Regions from separate parts of the Hordeum vulgare genome. Here region 2 is linked to region 1. Evidence: chromatin contacts called from public Hi-C data. All regions are on one chromosome and are shown on one strand. The core of a region is the stretch at or near the end of the contact, and the rest is flanking DNA. Distances in the headings are between cores, read along the strand shown.

Region 1 (5,407 bases), core at 2,031-4,530:
TTTTTAAACTCACGAACAAAATTGATAAACACAATATTTGTTTTGAAACACAAACATTTTGAAGTTCTATTATTTTTGGAATTTTGGACATTTTTGATATTTCTGATAAAAATGTACAAAACAGTTTTTTTTAATTTGGAACATTTTTTGAAACATTTTTTAAATTTCTTAATCAAAATTGAAAAGAAATAACGTGAAGAAAGTAAGATGAAAAAAGGAGAAACAGAAAAAGAAGCAGAAAAAAACGAAAAACAGAAATCAAGTGAAGAACAGAATATATACCCATTAATAAAGTAAATTGATATTCTTTTTGTTTTTTAATAATACATGAGGTGGTACTAATTTAAAGTGATATTTTTGTTTCGTCCCACTTAGATGATTTTTTGCTATTTGAGGAGGTACTAAAAATTCGGGGAGCTCCTACCTGCCGCTCATTGCGGCAGGGAGCTCCACCGCCGCATAGGAGGGCTACCCTAATGGGCCGGCCCAGTATTTTCTGTTACTATTCTCCTTCACTGCTTTTTGTATTTTAACTTTTTCGGTTTTTTATTTTTCCTTCATTTTTTATTTAAAGCAAAACATTTTTCTAATTTAAACAAAAATTTTCAAAAAAGGTGAATAAATTTATAAGCGTGAACATTTTTTGAATCCTAAGAACAAAATTTTGAAAAATCCGAAACAAGTTTGAAAGCGCAAACACATTTTCAAGCACAAACATTTTCTGAATTACGAGAAGAAACTTTTTTAAACAGGAATATTTTTTAAAATATGTGCAAAATCGTTTTTCAAATTCTGGAACATTTTTTTAAATTCCGTATAATTTCCAGATTCTGATTTGTTTTCAAATTCCGGAACATTTGTTTAAAATCCAGAACATTTCTTCAAATATGGAGAATTTTTTCAAATTTTGGAACATTTTTAAAATTCCGAAACATTTTTCAAATTCTGGAGCATTTTTTGAAATTGTAGAACATTTTTTCGAATTCCAAAGCATTTTTACAAATTTAGGAACATTTTTTCAAATTCCAGAAGATTTTTACAAATTCCGGAACATTTTTCCAAAATTTAGAACATTTTTCAAGTTTCGGAACATTTTTTCAAATACCAGCACATTTTTTCAAATTCGTGAACAGTTTTTTAAATGCCAGAATATTTCTATATACTCTGTAACATTTTTTCAAATTTCGGAACATTGTTTCAAATGCCGGAACATTTTTTCAAATCCAGAAAAAATATTTCAAACTCCGAAACATTTTTTCAAAATCCGAAACAATTTTTTTACATTCTGGAACATGTTTTCATATTCCAAACATTTTCCAAAGTATGGAACATTTTTTCAAATTCCAAAACATTTTTCAATTTCCGAAACATTTTTTGAAAATTCAGAACAATTTTGAAACAGAAACAAAAAAAGAAACAAAAAAGAATAAAGAAAAAAGAAAAACCGGTTTAGGGAATCTTCTAAAAAGTTCCTAAAACCAAAAAAAAGACTGAAAACCTCTAGAAGGTTCCCAAAACCGGAAACACATTGAGACGGTTAAACGGGCCGGCCCAATCCTGATGACCAGTCGTTCTTCAGTTGCGGTATTTTGACGCAACGCGCGTCAAATAGGGATTTCCAAATATTTGTCCGTACGTTGTCTTCGTGATGTTCAGCTCGGTCAATTTTGGGTCTAGCAACGAGCCAAGCAAGTGGCCTTTCAACTGAAGTTCTTTTATGGATTGTGAACAAGTAAGTTGACTTTTTAGGTGTACAAGAGCTGTTAGGATCGAACTTACCAGCTCTGCTCTTGTCCCACCTCGCTTATTTAGATATGATTCTATCAGTTCATATACGTAATCTGTTTGAAGGATCAACAAGCAGAATTGGGCACTCAAGGAAAGGAGGGGAAAAAGAATTAAACTCATGAGCTGATCCCTTTCGCTAGGCCGGCTAGGCAAGTGGGCTGTGGCTGGCTATGTGTTTGTGCTCCTCTCTTCTGCTATTTTTTTTTTCTGTTTAGAAATAAACAAAGAACTACTCCCCCCGTTCCTAAATATAAGTCTTTTAAGAGATTTCATTAGAAGTCTACATACGGAGCAAAATGAATGAATCTACACTCTAAAGTATGTCTATATACATTCGTATGTAGTCTATTAGTGAAATCTATAGAAAGACTTATATTTAGGAACGGAGGGAGTAGAAGACAAGCACAAAGGGGTTTGGAGAAGAGTTTTGAAGTGAGGACAAATTCCCTGGACTACTTTAAATATGTATATTGGGAAGATAATGTTTTGTCATGATGGAATCATATTAATCAAACTCATTTAAATTCAATTCAAATGAGTTAGAACTAGAAGTTCGATTTAGGATTTCTGAAAAATGATGAAAATTTGTGGGTGGCTTTAACAAATGCAGAAAGATTTATGGGAAAGGTTTGGATACTAAACTTGGAGTAGAACTTTAATGTGAATTTTGGAAAAGGTTCAAAATAATTTGGGAAAGCAATCTATACATTTTATCTATATTTGCACCTTTACCCTAGAGAGGAATATTTCTTCGTTTAAACGTGAGACACGAGTCCAAAGTCTGAACCATATAGTTTCTTCTTAGACTCGGGAAATACAGGACATCATGTTATATTAGAAACGTGGATTTTTTTTCGCTTCCGTTACAACGCACGAGCCTTTTTTCTAGTAAATAGAAAAAGAAACAACACAGAAGAAACTTGGCCGCACTGTGCAAAGCTGGAAATGGCCGGGCCAACTAGCCTCCCTTGCATCCGCCCTTGTGCGAAACCTCGACCATTCGCCGCAGCAAGCGGCGAATAGGATTTTCCCTCCTGAAAGTCTCTCGATTATAGACGCTGGACCTGAGCCCATGCGGCCTCGCAATTAGTAGGTCAGAACCAGCCCAGCTATCTACGAGCAGTAGTGACGTTTACGCATCACCGAATGAAATGAATCAATCGTATGGCCCGTCTGTTTCTCCCGTATGACAAGCCCGCCCCACCGGAACGTGGGCCCACCTGTCATCCAAGGAAACATCGGGGTGGCACAAGCGGCTCTGCTCCAGTGACGAGCCGGAACGGGATTCCATCCCCCCAAAGCCGAAAATTTGGAGTTCGAAAATCGAAAGACGCGAGCCGTTCCCTCCCAAAACCAAAATCCCGAAATCCTCCCGCGCTCGCCGCTCCCACAAAGCGCCCCCAATCCAAACTCCATTCCCAGATCTCGAGCATTCCTCTCCACCCCTCCCCTCCCCTCCCCTCCACCCAAAATTCTCGATCTCGATCCCCCCTCGTTGATGCGCCAATGGTGCGGGAGCTCCGCGCCGACTCCTTCTACGCCCGCCTCCGCGCCGCCGCCGCCGCCGCCGCGGCGGCCGCCTCCTCCCCGCTGCTGATCCTCCCATCCGCGGCCGACGCCGACTCCCTCTGCGCGCTCAAGGCGCTCGCCCACGTCCTCTCCGCCGACTCCATCCGCTTCTCCATCTACCCCGTCGCCTCCGCCGCCGCCGCCGCCACCCTCCTCGCCTCCTTCTCCGCGTCCCAGCCGCTCTGTCTGCTCCTCATCAACTGGGGCGCGCACCGCGACCTCCGCGGCATCCTGCCCCCCGCCTCCACCGCGTTCGTCGTCGACTCCCACCGCCCCGTCCACCTCCACAACCTCGCCGCCGCCAACGACCGCGTCGTCGTGCTGTTCTCCACCGACGACGAGCACACCGCCGACCTCTCCTATGATTTCGACGTTTCCGCCCTCGCCAACGCCTCCGACCTCACCGCCGACGGGGACGCCGACGAGCACCTCCGTGTCTCGGAGGAGGACGAGGACTCTGACGCCTCCGACTCCGATTCTGATGCCGAGGGAGGGAGAAGGAAGAGGCGGCGGCTCTCGGACGATGGGGAGGAGGCGGACGGCGACCCGGAGAGGCTGTTCGGCAAGCTGCGGAGGGAGTACTACCGCCTCGGCACCTTCCACGGGAAGCCTTCGGGGTGCCTCATGTACGAGCTCGCCCACGCGCTCCGCAGGAACACCAACGAGCTCCTCTGGCTCGCCTGCGTCTCCCTCACTGACCAGTTCGTCCACGAGCGCATCACCAACGAGCGCTACCAGGCTGCCGTCATGGAGCTCGAGCAGCACATCAATGGATCAGGCAACCTCGACCCGTCCGGCCTCGGGTCGGTGGTGACGCTCAAGGATGGAACCAAGATCCGGGCGCCGGAGGCCTCCCGCATCGCCTATGAGGACGAGCCAAGGCTGATGCTGCTGCGGGAGTGGAGTTTGTTCGACTCCATGCTCTGCTCCTCATATGTCGCGACCAAGCTCAAGACCTGGAGCGACAACGGGCTGAAGAAGCTGAAGCTGCTCCTAGCGAGGATGGGGTTCCCGCTCGCCGACTGCCAGAAGAGGTTCCAGTACATGAGCATGGAGGTCAAGCGCAAGATGCGCGATGAGTTTGATCGGTTCCTGCCTGAGTATGGGCTCACTGAGTTCTACTACCGGAGCTTCCTGAGGGTGCACGGTTACAGGTCCAAGGTGTCTGCTGCGGATGTTGTCTATGGCGTCACAGCTTTGCTTGAATCCCTCAATGCCGAGTCCAAGGACTCAAAGGAGTCCTGTGCTGCTGAGCAATTTTGGGTTGCATACTCTGCGTTGTCGCTGAGCAATGTGGATCAGCTGCGAAAAGGAATGCAATCTGCAATTGAGATACAGATGGCGATACTGAGGCAGGGAAGCTCAGCCATCACCAAGAGTGGATTCATCCGGAGTGCTAAGAAGTTCCGGTGGGTGAAGCTTGATGATCCAGTGGACACTGCTAAGCTGTGCCATCCACAGGCGCTTACTAAATTCTGTTTCTTCCTGATGGATGCACTAAAGGAGAGGGGTGCAAGGATGAAGCCACTAATCTGTGCCTGCTTAGCAAGGGAGCCTGAGAAGGTGTTGGTCATTGGTGTATGTGGGAAGCCAAGGCTCGGGGCAGTTCAGGGGAACGCGTTTGGTAATGCATTTAGGTCAGCGGCAGAGGAGATCGGTGCAGATTATTTCCATGACATGTTTGAGTCATCATGGATTGTTCTTGATGTTGTTGCTGTCAGTTCTTTCATGATTCGGTTAACAGAGAAGCTTTGATGCCATGTGCTCGCCCCACGCTGATGATTCTTTCATTCCCAAGATGGGAAATCCGAGGCTTGTGCTCTCTAAATAAAGGAGGTTGACTAGTTGATGATGGTGGTGCATGCCATGTTGCTCACCTGATATTTTCACCAAATTACAGATAGCAGCCTGACAAACATTGTAATTTGCAACATCTGAGTTGCTTGGCAATCATGTTTTTAGTGATAGAGGAGAGGCTGTTCCACTCTCCAACTGCCCCATTAGCAAAGGATAATCCATCAGATTCAGATGCCAACCTGATTCTGACCTA
Region 2 (5,407 bases), core at 1,516-4,015, 370 kb before region 1:
CGAGGCTATGTGTATTGGATTGAAGTTACCTAAGGCGAGCCACAAAGTGTAATGGGCCGGCTTTTGCGAAGTGAGCTCCGCAAAGAAAGCTTCTTTGAGTATGGAGGCGTTAGGTCTATAGACCGAAGTAATCTTGAAGTAGATGCCCATGGCTCTAATATGGACCATGCGTGAAAGGAAGAAAGTGGTGATGGTGATGTTATTTATGTCGATTACGTGGTCGTCCCACAACATGAGAATGTCCCCCTAGTTCGCGAGCCTAGTTGTATTATTGGTAAAATTGCTTACTTGATCTTCTACTGATCAGCATTAGAAAAAGTGGTTATGTCGTAGTTTCTGCCGATGACTTTTTGAATACTCTCTTTGTCCACGTGTAGAGGTTGCATAGTGAAAATCAGATACGCTCTGCAACCCAAATGATCCAAATGACCCTCACTATTTTCTCGTCCTACACGCATCGAATAAACGCTTCTCCTAGAAAGCAAAGAGAACCCTTGTGCTGTAGGTCATTGATGATTGGTCCCTGTTTAAAGTTGACGCTCCATATAAACTCATTTTGTTCCTATCATCCTGCATACACGTATGGACGTTTGCCATACCTACATTGAACATGCTATGGTTTTGGACATTCTTGAGATGATCCAAATTTTGCCAACAGGTAGACACCCATGATAGGTTTGAAAAATATTTATTTAAAAATATAATTTAAACAGGTGCTTAAAATGATTATATTAAGTTTTGAGCAAAACTAACAAATACAAAGTGATAAAAACAGTACATGCTTTTTAAAAAGCATTTAATAAATATTCGAAGACTAATGAATTTAAAATAGTTACTTAAAATTATTCTTTTTGTCTTCCAAATAATGTTAATTTTTTAATAGGTTTCGAAAAGAATAATAAATTTCAAAAAGAGAAGAATTATTTTCTGAAAAGAAGAAAAAAACTCATTATTTAAACCCGCTTAAGTGTTGGGCCAATTAGGCGACGACATCGCTCCTGTCTGGTGCCTGCTGGCCTGGCCCAAGCGCTTGCAAAAATGGAAAAAATACATCGACTAAAAGAATGTAACCGTATCCAAAATGTATCCACAAGTTCCAAAATATTTCCAATTTTCAAAATTCGTTCACAAATTAAAAAAATTGGGGTATCTCAAATAATGTTTAACCTTTCAAAGTTTCTTTGGAATCTAAAAGTTGTTCTTGTTTCAAATAAATTCTACACAGATAAAAAATATTTGTCGAGTCACAAATAAAATCAATCACAAATATATTTTAGATTTTATAAGAAAAATCCCAATTTGTTAGTGTTTTACAAAAAAAGTCAAAAAAACGTTCATGTTCAAAAATCTCTTTGCTTTTTTTTAATAGACATGAATAGTTTTTGGAAATTTATGTACAGCATTTCAAAATGCGAATATTTATAATTTCTTGAACAAAATTTTAAAAGGTGAACATTTAAAAATATATATTTAAATGTGCGAGTATTTTTTGAAAAAAGAAAAATGAAGCAGAAAATGAAAAAGAAACAAAAACAAACAGAAGAAAATAAAAATAGTAAGAAAAAGACAGGTAAACTGCAGTAAACCGGTTGCTGAGAAATAGTTATTGTAGTCCGCGTTTCCTTATTAGAGACATAAGCTTATTAAATAATAAGCTACCTCCAGCGCAAAAAAATAAAAATGATAAGCTACCTGCAAAAAGTTGAAAAAGAGACATAAGCTTATTAGCTGGTGTGGCTAGCGACAAGTGGTCGAGCCTGAGTTACACGGTTTGAACCCTCACACTGTCATTGCTTTCTCGGTGAACTTTTCTCCGTTTTCGCGCGCGACAATTGGCAGGTTTCATGTGCGTGAGGTCGCCTATTTGATGCTACTTTCCGAACGTACAGCGTATACTTGACGGAGATGTAGCGGATCTTGTACTACGAGTACTATACTTGACGGAGACGCGCACGACGGCGGATCACCATCAGGGCCATCCACAGCAAACAACAGTTGACTAGTGAAATCAGGAACAGATGCCATATATCTCCTCCATGCTGGGTGCTATTCCATCTGCTACAGCGCGAGAATAACGATTGGCCGACTGCTCCATGTCCCGCCGAGCTGCCGCCGATTGGACGCGAACCAGAAACGATCCATCCATCCATCCTCCACGTCCACGTCCACGTCCAAGTCCAACGGCAACTGCAATGGCAATGGCAATGGCAGACACCCCATTCTCCCCCGGTCGGTCACTCAACACGGACGGATTTGACCCCGGCCGGCCCTGCAGATACGAGATAGTACGACCACACTCGTGATCTCGCCATCTTCATCCCCTCCGCTCCGCTGTCCGTCAAGCATTCATTCATTTCAGATTCAGCGGAGCAGCCCAAGTTGGAGGCCGCCGAGCTGGCCGCTGCCGGAAAGAGAGGCCGGCCTTGAATCGCACGCCACCCTTTCACGTGCGGATTCACTCGCCAGCCAGCGCAATGCGCAACCACTGTTGCGTCGGTTCATAAAAGAGCGGCTAGCGGCGCGGGGCGGTGCATTGCATTGCATCCGTAGGGTAGGGGGGCCTTCAAACGCATCTCTCGAAACAAAACAGTGTGTGCGCGTGAGGAAATTAGAGAAATAAGTATATAGTATACTGGAGTGGAGTAGTACTGCGTGCTGAATCTGAATTACTATCAATCAGTCGCTCTTCCCCCTGAGCCTGCCTGTCTGTCTGTCTGTCTGTCTGACAGCAATCGGAACAGTGCGCGTCTGGTCACTGACAGGCGACTTTGGAACGAAACATTCTACTGACCACGGCTGATCTGATGAGCCTTGAATTGAATTAGGCATGTCCCTGTCTCGTTCCACGATGCTCTGATTTTGACATGTGGACCATGGAGCCGCATTATCCACCGGCTACTCGGCCCCGCCTGAATTTCCTGCCTGCAACCTCATAAGGTCAAATCCAGGCCCCACTCGTTTCGATTACTCGACGATTCTTGGGCAAACCCATATAATCCTATCAGCCACCCCAACTTCACTTTCCAGAGATTTGGTGATGCCCGGCCGAGTATGGGCAGCTAGCTCCATCGGTGCTACCCTACCACTACTAAGTACTGACTTAACAAAGCTGATGTTCATCTTTTTAAATCTTTTTAAATCTCAAACCGAGATTATGCGATATGGGCAATGACATCTGGAGAAAAACCTGATATAGAAATAGTTTTGCAAAGCAAGAACATGTGCCATTTTTGTCACTGCGGCAGCAGCGCCGGTGGCATGAATCTATTCTTGTTCCTGAGTGAGCAGGCATATATTATCCGATCACCGCCTCCACTAGAGAGGAAAGACAGGTTTGGCTGCTGAATGCGACATCTCTGCACCTCTGTCGCCATGGTTGGTGCTGCACTAGATCCATCCAGCCGCTGCTGCTGCTACCCATCCTTTTTCTTTCCCCTCAAGGCACCTATCTCAGCCTGGCAAGCAAAAGCAAATACTGTCATGGCATCTTTCGCATATCATACCTTAACCCAGTTGGAAGATTCTCCCTGAAATGTGGCTTGAATCATGCTAGAATGTGGCAAGGTAGCCCACAAGTGATGGGTAGATTTTGCATCTGAAAAATGCATTCAGATGAGCTACTAATGCTTAGGCAGCTAAAGATGGTGACGTTTTTTTGTAGATCATCATGACATTACTAATCATTGGTGAAATGAACTGTAGCACGTCAGGAAAAATAGTTCCATCGATTTAGACAGGTAGCATATGAGCAATGTGGTTCGATAGGTTAGAAGAATGGTGCCGCAAGCAAGCAGAGAGAAAGAGAAGTAGAAGAGTCAATTGGAGAGGAGTGCTTCTCAGTCCAACCTTCTCCTCCTACGTGGATCCAACTCATCCAATAGACTTCGGTTCCTTTGATGACAAATTTCCATCCTTTGCACTGTGCTTTTACACCAGTCACTGAATCTATGAATTTTGACCAAGTTGGATCTGCCTTTTCCATTTATTTTCCCCTTTTGTCAACACTCAGCACGTCAATTTCTGAAGCGAAAACCTGTCATGACCCTATAGCGATTAGAAAAGAGGCACGTCCCAGTCTACCTAAGATGTTTTTTTGTCAGGTCAATTCAGATCTAATCTTGTCCACTAATGGACCTACTCAAAACTGCTAGTTAGTTGGTCATGGTAGTCTTTAACAATAATAGCATCAAATTGCCATTACTGTTACCTTTTGGTAGCAATGGAACAAGACAAGATATCGTTTTTCGAAGTCCATATATTTTAGCTCTACCAACACAGAAGGACATAAAGAAAAACAAAACAAATATACATGTGCAAGTTGCTAGAAAGAACGAAAAACGAGACTGCACTGAAATAGCCAGTTGAACCAGCCCATTGTTTTGGAAACAAAGTACTAGAGCAACTCCAATAGCTCTTTTGTACCCAAAAATCTACCATTTTTGAAAAATTGAGACAAAAATAACACTCCGATAACTTCCGCAAACCCAGTTTTTTTATCAGATACCATACCGTATAACCGTCACTAAGGGTGTGTTCAGTTGGTGGAACCAAATGAAATGGGGCGGGTCGGTTCGTCCCAAAGGCCCATTCACGTGTTTAGATTGATAGAGAAATCGAAACCAGTCAATTCCAGGAAACGACATATTCCTTCAATATGCCGTTCCGCGCGGTCTCTCCAAATCGAGTGGGCCACGCGGAACCGGCTGCATCTCCTCGTCCGCTGCGTCTCCTCGTCCGCGTGCGCCGCCGCTGCCGCTCGTCCGCGTGCGCCTCCGCTCGTCCGCGTGCGTCGTGGCTGCCGCTCGTCAGCGTGCCTGCCGCTTGTCCGCGTACATCGCCGATGCCGCTCGTCCGCATGAGCCGCCGCTGCTACTCTCCCGCGTGCGCGACCGCCGCTACTCTTGGTAGGAGGCGAGGGTCCCGATCTTTCGATGAGATGATAACTATCAATTTGGTGGAGACAACTTTGATGATCCGACTACAAACATGCACGACGTTGCGCCTTGGCAATCTCTAAACCAACTCCAAGAGGTTACTGACCACGCCGGAGCACGATCAACCTGACCACGAAGATCTATTCCTGCAAACAATCGACGAACAAGAAAGAATATGATATTGCAATCTGAATATTGCGAATATAGATGAAGTATTGATAAGGGTGGGGATCCGAAAGCAGTCTTAGTCTGTTTTTTGTTCACAAACGAAGTACACGGAGTTGCAATGTCTAACTTTTAACTAAACACATCGCAAGCAAAAAGCTACTAGGTTGATCTACTTATATAGGAGCAAGGGGTGGCGGCCAAGGAGGTGGGAGGACGTCCCAAGGCAGCCTAAACTAACCCTAGGTCGAACAAGGCCTACGGGCCCAATTCGAGGTGATGCAACTGTTGGAAATATGCCCTAGAGG

The links. A called contact is a pair of places that touch in the nucleus more often than the background predicts.
Region 2: a Hi-C map of seedling shows a contact between it and region 1, with 4 times the contacts expected there. The contact joins the enhancer-like site here to the promoter of LOC123452042 in region 1. A contact is called at or near these places in 4 of 6 Hi-C or Micro-C datasets (leaf and seedling).

The regions. Positions count from the first base shown.
Region 1 is chr5H:314,767,591-314,772,997 of MorexV3_pseudomolecules_assembly, reverse strand. It overlaps LOC123452042 (cell division control protein 45 homolog), which reads left to right and starts at 3,280. Exons shown (of 1, transcript XM_045128616.1): 1 at 3,280-5,407. The coding sequence starts at 3,295. The coding sequence ends at 5,112.
Region 2 is chr5H:315,140,404-315,145,810 of MorexV3_pseudomolecules_assembly, reverse strand. No RefSeq gene overlaps it. Among protein-coding and RNA genes, the nearest start is that of LOC123395745, 160 kb to the left of the region's middle. Within about 2 kb of position 2,765, at least 3 of the 3 cell types and tissues checked have open chromatin away from gene starts, as enhancers often do. A contact at or near this core is called in leaf and seedling, where this site is marked.